Linked DNA regions of Gossypium hirsutum: region 1 is linked to region 2. Evidence: chromatin contacts called from public Hi-C data. All regions are on one chromosome and are shown on one strand. The core of a region is the stretch at or near the end of the contact, and the rest is flanking DNA. Distances in the headings are between cores, read along the strand shown. Region 1 holds the start of LOC107913439 (SWI/SNF complex subunit SWI3A). Region 2 has its middle 8.0 kb from the start of LOC107911408.

Region 1 (4,412 bases), core at 495-2,994, 62 kb after region 2:
AATTTGGATAAAATGGAGGCATCATGTATAAGTAACATAGCCTGGTACAATTTTACCTGCTTCATGAGAGAACTATCAGCATCTGAAGTGGAAGCAGTGCGTTTTTTCTTCAAAGGAGGCTCCTGATTCTCAGAATCCCCATTCTTTTCGTTCTCATTTGCACCATCATAACCTTGATCCTCGTTTATAATATTCTCTTGATCCTCAGATGAAGGAACAACAACTGGTTTTATGCCATTCATGCTCATACTTGTACCGCTGAAATTGCCCCTTCCCCTGGCAGAATCTATCAAAGACTCCCCAAAAGGCAGCTCAATGAGCTTTGTAATACAATCAAGTTTAGACTTGGTTTGGACATTTTGAGCAACAAGATCCCAGTCATCCCCATGTTTCAGAACAGAATCCAAAAGAAGAAGAGTTTCTGCTTCGGTCCACACAGTACCATTGGCAGCACTCTTCTCACGGCAATCTTTCAACTCGAAATCATCCATAGACTTATCCTCGCCATAATTTCCATTTTTGAAGCATTTATCGCAAACTATGAAAGTATCCTACAGATGCATTAAAACATATATCACTCAACTTCACAACACAATCAAGTCGACTACATGCCTTCAGCTTTGTGCAGGTAATTACAACAACGAACACAGAATACATATATATACATCCAGACACATTGGCACCCAAATAACCAAGCTACAGTGTCCCAAATCAAACATGAATTTGATAAGAATCTAACAAATAAAAAGCTTGTACAAAAGACTTTAAGTCTGGAACAAGAAACGTATGATTACACCTATAAAACCAGTTACCTGGAGAAACGTTATATTAAATGCTAAGCACAAATTATCTATAAGAAAACCATTGTTCATTGGGATAATTCATAGATAAAAACAATTCCAAACAAAATTTAAACGCAAAAAGAATCTTTCAAATTTTTAAAAATGAATTACCTTTTTATATTCATAGTACCCAGAATGACAATTATCTCCACAACTACCACAATGTAGTCTCTTCAAATCACCAAAAACATCAGAATATGAAGCCAGGGGAGGCAACTTGACTCCACTCTCTTCAACCCCATCACCACTGTTCTTACCCTTAACGACCGGTGCCGAAAGCGGCCGCAACGAATTAGGAGTAGCGACGACCCGGACTCCATTCGGGGCCCCGTTTTCGACCCGAACCCTATCATCGTTCTCGGAACCTTCGTGGGGTGGAGGCGGGGCGAGGAAGTTGATCAAACCCCAGGTTTCCAAGAAGCGGAAGACCTTGTGGAGTAAAGTGACGTCTCCGATGAGGGATTTGCGGATTTCGGTGAAAGTGAGGCGGCGAGAAGGGTCTTCCCTGTATTTGTTGATGATGAAATCCCTGTACTCCTTGTAGATTTTAGGGGTTCTTGAGATTGAGCTGCCTTCGAAGAATTCTTTCAATGCTTGCCTCTCTGTTTCGTGAATATCGTTCCAAGCAAACCAACCTAAGAAGAAGAAGAAGAAGAAGAAGAAGAAGAAGAAATGAGATTTTTCGTCAGGGTTTTGGAGAAGGGGAATATTGATTAATCAATTAGAAAGGAGGAACTTACTGGAGTAGCTCGGTATGGTGTAGAGGTCGAGCTCTGGTTCTTCGGGTCGATTTGAATCCGGGTTCGGGTCATGTCGAGGCTTGTTCTCCATTCCCGGGTCCTTGGTGAGTTTTGGAATTTGGATTCTGTCGGTTTTTTGGGTCCGATTCAGGATTTACTCTGTTAATCACTTTTAATGCGAATGGGTTTTTCTATTGCAACAACCGGTTACACTCATATAAGTCACCGACCAATCGTAATCTCGCTTGTCCTGTACATGATAGTAATTGAATTTAGATGAAAATTTTTCAAATTCAAAAATCAATTTGTTGAATTGAATTACTTGGAGAAATATCACCAACAATCAAACAACTTTAAAATTATTAGTGTAAAAATTTTAAAATTTCAATTTTTAATGAAATATATTTTTATCTAATCTTAACAATTTTTAAATTTAAAAATTGACCTTCAATTATTAATATATTTTTTAAATTATTAGTATCACATTCTAAAATTAAAATAAAAAAATTCATTTAATAATCATATTTCAAAAAGTGACATTTTAATAAATTTGAATTAAATTTAATAAATAAATTCAATGATATTAGCAATTCAGCATTTTAATCAAATAAATAATTTAGATTACCTAGTGACATTTATATACGTTAAAGTACTAAATTATGTTAAATTTAAAGTTAAATTAAATCTTAAATTTGCATGTAGTATAATGACTGAAATTAAAATTTGACCATTTTTATATAATTAAAACAATAAAAGAATTAGAATTATGTTACTAAGGTAAAGAAAAAAATCATGGAAACATGTCAAAGAAGGATTAGAGAATTTTAATAATGTTAACAATTTTTAAAAAGCATGCCAACATTTTAATTAGAATAAAGTATTTAGTTTAACTAATAACATTATAAATGTTAAGGTAACAACTTATATAAAATATATATATATATAAATTAGATCTTAAATTTAAGTATAATATAATGATTAAATTGAAATTTGATCTTTTATATAATATAAACCAATAAAAGAGTCAATTTTGAAATTTAATAAAAAAAAGAGAGAAAAAAATGTGCATGCGTCAATTAGAGATGATAACGGAACGAAACAACAGTTATTGCTGATCGATTTTGATTTGATATATTCTTAATTTAAGTTGATATTGATATGATTTTCAGTTAAATGTTTCGAATCTAATAAAAAAATTAAATTTATACTTAACTTGATCCGACATGTTATATAAATTTTTTAAAATATAATAAAATAATAAAATTCTCCAAAATAAAATAAAATTTATCTTATTCCACCCAAAAGCATAAATGAATGGTGTATATTACATATTAAATTAATTAAGCCTTTTCACAAACCCAATACAAGTTGCTAGAGTGGACCAATAACAAGAAGGGGAAAGGCTCAACAAAAAGAGACAACATGCATGAAGGCCCAAGCCCTCAGCTTCCTTCATTTTAATTTAAGCCCTAAATCAGGACTAATAAATGCCAGACCCAGCAATTAATGTGGTAGTTGGCCCATCACCCATGCTGCCTCTTCACTCCCAACACAAATACTCAACCCCGCCTACCTTAAACCATTTAACAAATCACTCAAATAGCAGCAGAGATTCAGAGAGGGATTGGAAAGATGGGTGATTACCAGTTTCTTATGCTAAAGGACGCCATTACTTGCATTAACCAGAAAGTTAACCTATTTGCCGTCATTCTTGACTTCACTCTGCCCCAGCGAACCAAAGGCACCGGTACCCACCACCTTTTCTTTCCTCTTTTTTGCTCTCTTGTTTCCTACCTTCTGTTCTAATATGATAACTCATTGTACTCACCTCGTTGCTTCCATACTCGCCCGAGTACCTCACTATTTCTTTATGAAAGTTATATAGATGCGGAACTTAAATTCTTTCTTTTTTCTTTTTCTTGTTTCTAATCTTCTTGATCGTATTTTCTGATCGTTCTGAACTTATTTTGCTTAGCCAGAATTTCTGTTTTGTTTGCAGATTATTTTTGTAAGCTAAAAGTAATTGACGAGTCACATTCCGAGTTCTGGGTTCCTGTGCATGTATTTGCTCAAGAAATCGACGGTCTTCCTCTTGTTGCATCTGTTGGAGATATTATTCAACTTTCACGTGTCACGGTATACTCTGATAATTCCAGAGTGTTATTTCTTGCCCTCCTTAATATTACTTGTGTTTGGTCAGTTCATGTTTCATCTTTAATTTCTTTTTTGAAAAATTATAAATTCAGTTAAACAAGTGAAAGAAGATTAGGAAGAAGTGAGCGGACAAGTCTAACACTCACGATAATTCATCTTTATTACCTTATAATTGAATTTGTATGGGCTTTCACAGCAAGTTAGTTATTTGGAATAGTTCTAATGTGTATTTCTCAACTAATTTCACATATGATATACACAGTGTGGCTTTAAGCATGAATGGATGTATAATACTAAGGATTCTAGGAGTTTGAGCACTGACATTCTTTTCTGAAATCTGTTACGAATTCAATCTGCATTTTGCTGCTTATGATATAAAACGATTTAAAACTTTTTTTTTCTGGGGATTTAGGGGATTGCAATTATAAAGTGATTGTGAATGGAAGGCTAGTTGAGAAAAATCTAACCACTAATGTTTTAACAATTTGTGAAGTCAGCTAGGTTTTAGAATGGGGGAAGTATGCAACCATGGAAGAAGAAACTCTGTTGCTTATATATTGGACTATTAGTTCACGCAAGAAGGAAGGAAAAAGAAAAGATTAGCTAAAAATGAGATAACTGACAGAAAAAGAAAGAGCACCGCATATAACTTGGATCACTTAAAACAATAGTTTCA
Region 2 (4,831 bases), core at 779-3,278:
AATGTTGTCCTTTGAAATCTATGGAATTGTCCAAGAACCTGTCCGGAAGAAACTCTTCCGGATTCTCCCATGACACAGGGCCTCTTCCGATCGCCCAAGCATTGATGATAACTCGAGTTCCTTTGATAATGTCATAGCCCTTGAGCTTAATGTCTTTTGTAGATATTGTTGGAAGTAACAAGGGAATCGGAGGATATAAACGAAGAGTCTCTTTGATCACTGCTTTTAGGTAGTGCATGTTTCCGAGATCATCCTTCGATATGCTTGAATTGTCAGCAGAAACATTCCTGACCTTGTTTTGAAGTTTCTTCATTATCTTGGGGTGCCTTAAGAGTTCTGTCATTGCCCACTCCAGGACTGCGTATGTCGTATGGGTACCGGCTACAAATATATCCTGGAAAGATATCCACTTCAGCTGAAGTTGTGGAACTGTAATATATATATATATAATTCTCTTTATTGTGAAAACAACAGTATACACAGATACGTTATGCTAACATATATGACAAATTAACTTGTTAGTTCTTACCAAGATAAGAGCCTTAATGCTGATTTTTTCTAAAGGGAAGCCAACTGTGTTTTCCCTCTGAATCTCCAGCAAAGCATCCACAAAGTCTTTTTGACCTTCACCTTGGATCCCTGCATGGTCATTTACGTGTTTTTCATGCCGATTCATATGTTCTTTGATCACCCCATCTAGAAATTCATCTAACTCCTTCGCCACTTTCTTGGCTTTACCATGGAGTCCATTAACATGGCTTAACCATGCAAGCCATGGAAGATAATCCCTGTTAGTATAACTATTTAACAGTAGTTGGTTAATAGTTGTTAGCAGTTAGTTTAGCTGGTTAGTCTGTTATAAGTATACTACTATAAATATGCTTACTGTAAGTGTGTTGAGATAAGGTTTTTCAATGATAATAATACTTCTTTTGTAAGTATCGTAACATGTTATCAGATTTTCTTTTCTTTTTGTTAGATCCTTGAGGTCCTATGTTCTTTATGGCTATACCTACCAGTCTGTCTGCTGTACAGTCTGATACGCCTGAGATGGCTTCAAATGTGTCTGAAGCTGTTGCTGATAGTCGAATCTTTGCTATCAAGAAGATTAGTATTTTGCTTGATGATACTAATTACCTGCTATGGCGTCAACAGGGCTGTTAAAACCTATAGTCTGCAACAGTTTCTTGACTCTAGCACGGCTCCTCCTCCTCGACAGGTTGTGAGTGAAGAAGGAATTCTTCAAGATAATCTTACGTTTTCAAGATTTCAACAGCAAGATTGTGCTTTAGCTTCTTGGCTGTTATCATCTGTCAGTCCAGCTGTTTTACAGCATCTTATTGGGTTGGAGTCTAGTGCGCAAATATGGAGTGCCATTGTTGCTTTGTATGGTACCAAAACCACTTCTCAATTGATGTCCTATCGAAGGGCTCTTCATTCTCAGCGAAAAGGTGAGCTTTCAATGAAAGATTTCTTGATGAAAAGTAAAAGCTATTGTGACAGCCTTGCTAGCTGTGGTGAGGTAATTAGTGATCATGAGTATGTCACTGCCATTCTTAATAGTTTGCCACTGGATTATGAGGCAGTTATTGCTATTATTACTGCTAGTCAGGTGCCTTACGGTGTGCAAGGAGTAACCACGATCTTGCTTCATGCTGAAGCCTGACAAAACATTAGTCTGTGTGAAACATCTAGCTCTGCTAATCTTGTATCTCATCAAGCTTCAACCTCGGTGCCTGAGACTGTAAATACACCTGCATATCGTTCCTCGTCAAATGGTAGAAGTAGAGGGCATGGTCGCTCATTTGGATCACGTGTACAGTGTCAATTGTATGGAAAGTTGGGGCATCTTGTTGACCGGTGTTATCATAGATTTGATGCATCATATAAAAATGTTGGTTCCAGACTCTCTATGGTTCCTCAAGCAAATCTTAGTACATTTGGACATAGTGCTGCAAATGTGTCTTGGCCACCATCTGTGCCTGCTACTTATGTACCTACTAAAAATTCACCATCGGGTTGGTTGTGCCCACCTGCTTCAACTAACAACTGGAATAATCCATTTGTTGCGTCTGCTTCATTGCATGATGGTATGTCTCCTAGTATGTCTTCCTCTACAGCTCCAATGCCGCAAGCTTATGTTGCAACTCCTACAACGGTTGCGGATAATACGTGGTATCCCGACTCTGGAGTGACACATCATCTGACAAACTCAGTATCGTCACTAGGTGAACCTCTGGCTTACAATGGTCCAGGTAAAGTGTATGTTGGCAATGGTACTGCTCTACCGGTTCTTTCTATGGGTCAGTCCACATTGTCTACTTCATCCCGACCTTTATATATGAAATCACTGTTACATGTGCCTGGTATCACTAAGAATTTGCTATATGTGTCAAAATTTACAAAGGATAATCAAGTAATGGTTGAGTTTTATCCTACTCAGTGTCAGGTTCATGATCTCAAGACTAAGCAAGTTCTCCTGAGTGGTTCAGTACATGTCGGGTTATACAAATTGCGTTTAAAGGTTCGGGGTCAACAATGTTAGCTGATGGTTCTTCCCAATGCTTTACTGCTAATGCAATGGTCCCGTTAAGTGTGTGGCACTCTAGGTTAGGTCATCCATGTGATGTAGCCCTCAAAAAGGCTTTAAAACATTGTAACATACAATTTGAAACTAATAAAAATGTTTCGTGTTGTATTGTTTGTCACTTGGGCAAAGAGCGTAAGCAGCCTTTTTCTCAATCCTTGACTGAATATACTGCTCCTTTACAACTCGTCGTGGCGGATGTCTGGGGGCCAGCTTCGGTCATGTCAAATGGATTTCGATATTATGTCGCTTTTACTGATGCTTACTCCAGGTATACTTGGCTATATTTCTTACAGAGAAAATCTGATGTTCTTACTGTATTTCAAATGTTTCATCAACAGGCTGAACGTGTATTGAGGTGCAAGCTTAAGATTTTACAGACAGATGGAGGAGGTGAGTTTCGAGCGTTGAAGCAGTATGTGTCTCAGTGTAACAGCCCGATTTCGACCCTAATCGAACATAGTGGTTTCGGGACCACAAATCCAAGTCAAAAAATATTTTAATATTACTTTGTGAGTTACTATGTGTGAATTTGATTGTGTGAAATTTTCGTGTTTAAATTTTTTTGTTTGAGAAACTGATTAAATGAAAAGGACTTAATCGCGTAAAAATAAAAATTTAGGGGTTAAAGCTAAAAGTATCAATTTGTTGTTGCCTTTTTATTTGGAAGGTTTAAACATCCAATTAGACCACTAAATAGTTAGTGGATGGCTAAGGACAAAACTAACCTTATTATATATATAAGTTATATTTATTTAAATAAGGTTAAATGAGTAATTAACAAATATTATAATATAAGATAGTTAAAAGCATAAAAACATTAGATTGTTATCATCTTTCTTAGCCGAAACCAAGAAGGAAGAAATCCATTAAAGCTTAGTTAAGTTTCGGCCATATTCAAGCTTAAATTCAAGGTTCGTTTTTGTTCGGTTTTCAATAATTTTTACGTTTTTGAGATCGTTGCTTCGAATAATTCAAAACCCATACCTTAATTTTATGAATTGTTGATGATTTTGAAATGTACCATTGATGAATGCTTGAGCTTTGTGATAGTTGATGATGAAATATGAAAGAAATGTGAAAGATTAATATGTTTTGTCTTTGAATTTTTGATGAATTTGAGTAATTAGGGTTACATTGTAAAAATAAATTTTTGAGGGGCTAAAATGTGAAATAAATGAAATGTGTGGGCTTGTAAAGACACTAGGAATATTCGACCCTAAAGGAGTGTAGCCAAATTTTGTGTATTTTGTGTTTTGAACAAAAAGAACTAAATTGTAAAAAAGTGTGAAATGTTAGGGGCAAAATTGTAATTTGCCCATTTATGTGTTTTTAGGCTAAATTGAATAAAATGGTGTTCAAATGAGCTTAAATTGAATATGTTTGGAACAAGAATTAAAGAAATTAGATTTGGATAGGGAAAAGACAAATGTGGTTGAGTAGCTGATTTAACGGTCGACGACATTCGAGGTAAGTCGATAAGCATTTAAATTTTGTTAAATTCATGTTATATAGTAGATAGATAATATATGGAATCATTAGATGTAGTAAGAGGTTTTGGCTGAATATATATATTTGTTATAAGAAATAAGTTAATTGAGTTCGAATTAACTGATATTTAATGTCTGTAAGCATATTTGAACCTTAGAAATTGTATGGAAATTTTCTGATAAGTATTTTCATGTAAGACCACGTCTGGGATGATGGAATTGATTTATATTTTTGTGTAAAACCACGTCTGGGACGATGGCATCGATTTGTATTTTCGAGTAAGACCTTGTCTGGGATAGTGGCATCGATTTGCGATTACATGTAAGACCATGTCTAGGACGATGGCGTTGTATGAATCTCTCGACTATTTGATTATTCTATTTATTTTCGATTGGTTCGACAAGTAATGTAAATGAAGATTGTTATGTATTTGAAATGTATGTGCAGGTATAAGTTAGTTGAATAAATATATGGAATTAAGGTAAGTTATTTATTTGGAAGTATATATGGTATGAATATATATAAGTTTTAAATTGTTATGGTTATATATATATATTCGGTTGATACCTATTTTACTTAAAGTAAAAGTTTATGAACATTTATACAAGAACAAAATTGGTTATTAGCTTACATGTATATGTGATAAAAGTGTGATTATAATTATATATATAATATCTTTGAATGTTAATTATGTGCCTTTAATTCTTACTATTTAAATATTAATTATGCTTACGATTTACTAAGCTTTATAAA

Evidence for each region. Hi-C and Micro-C count contacts between places; a contact is called where the count stands out from the background.
Region 1: a contact with region 2 is called in a Hi-C map of hypocotyl, with 2.9 times the contacts expected there. The contact joins the promoter of LOC107913439 here to the enhancer-like site in region 2. A contact is called at or near these places in 3 of 34 Hi-C or Micro-C datasets (hypocotyl, leaf and petal).

What each region holds. Positions count from the first base shown.
Region 1 is chrD12:54,533,314-54,537,725 of Gossypium_hirsutum_v2.1, forward strand. LOC107913439 (SWI/SNF complex subunit SWI3A) reads right to left here and starts at 1,745. Exons shown (of 7, transcript XM_016842013.2): 1 at 1,583-1,745; 2 at 954-1,477; 3 at 57-551. The coding sequence starts at 1,673. LOC107913440 (protection of telomeres protein 1b) reads left to right here and starts at 3,157. Exons shown (of 10, transcript XM_016842015.2): 1 at 3,157-3,329; 2 at 3,582-3,718. The coding sequence starts at 3,215.
Region 2 is chrD12:54,470,828-54,475,658 of Gossypium_hirsutum_v2.1, forward strand. It overlaps the pseudogene LOC107913435. Among protein-coding and RNA genes, the nearest start is that of LOC107911408, 8.0 kb to the right of the region's middle. Within about 2 kb of position 2,029, at least 1 of the 9 cell types and tissues checked has an H3K27ac peak or open chromatin away from gene starts, as enhancers often do. A contact at or near this core is called in hypocotyl, where this site is marked.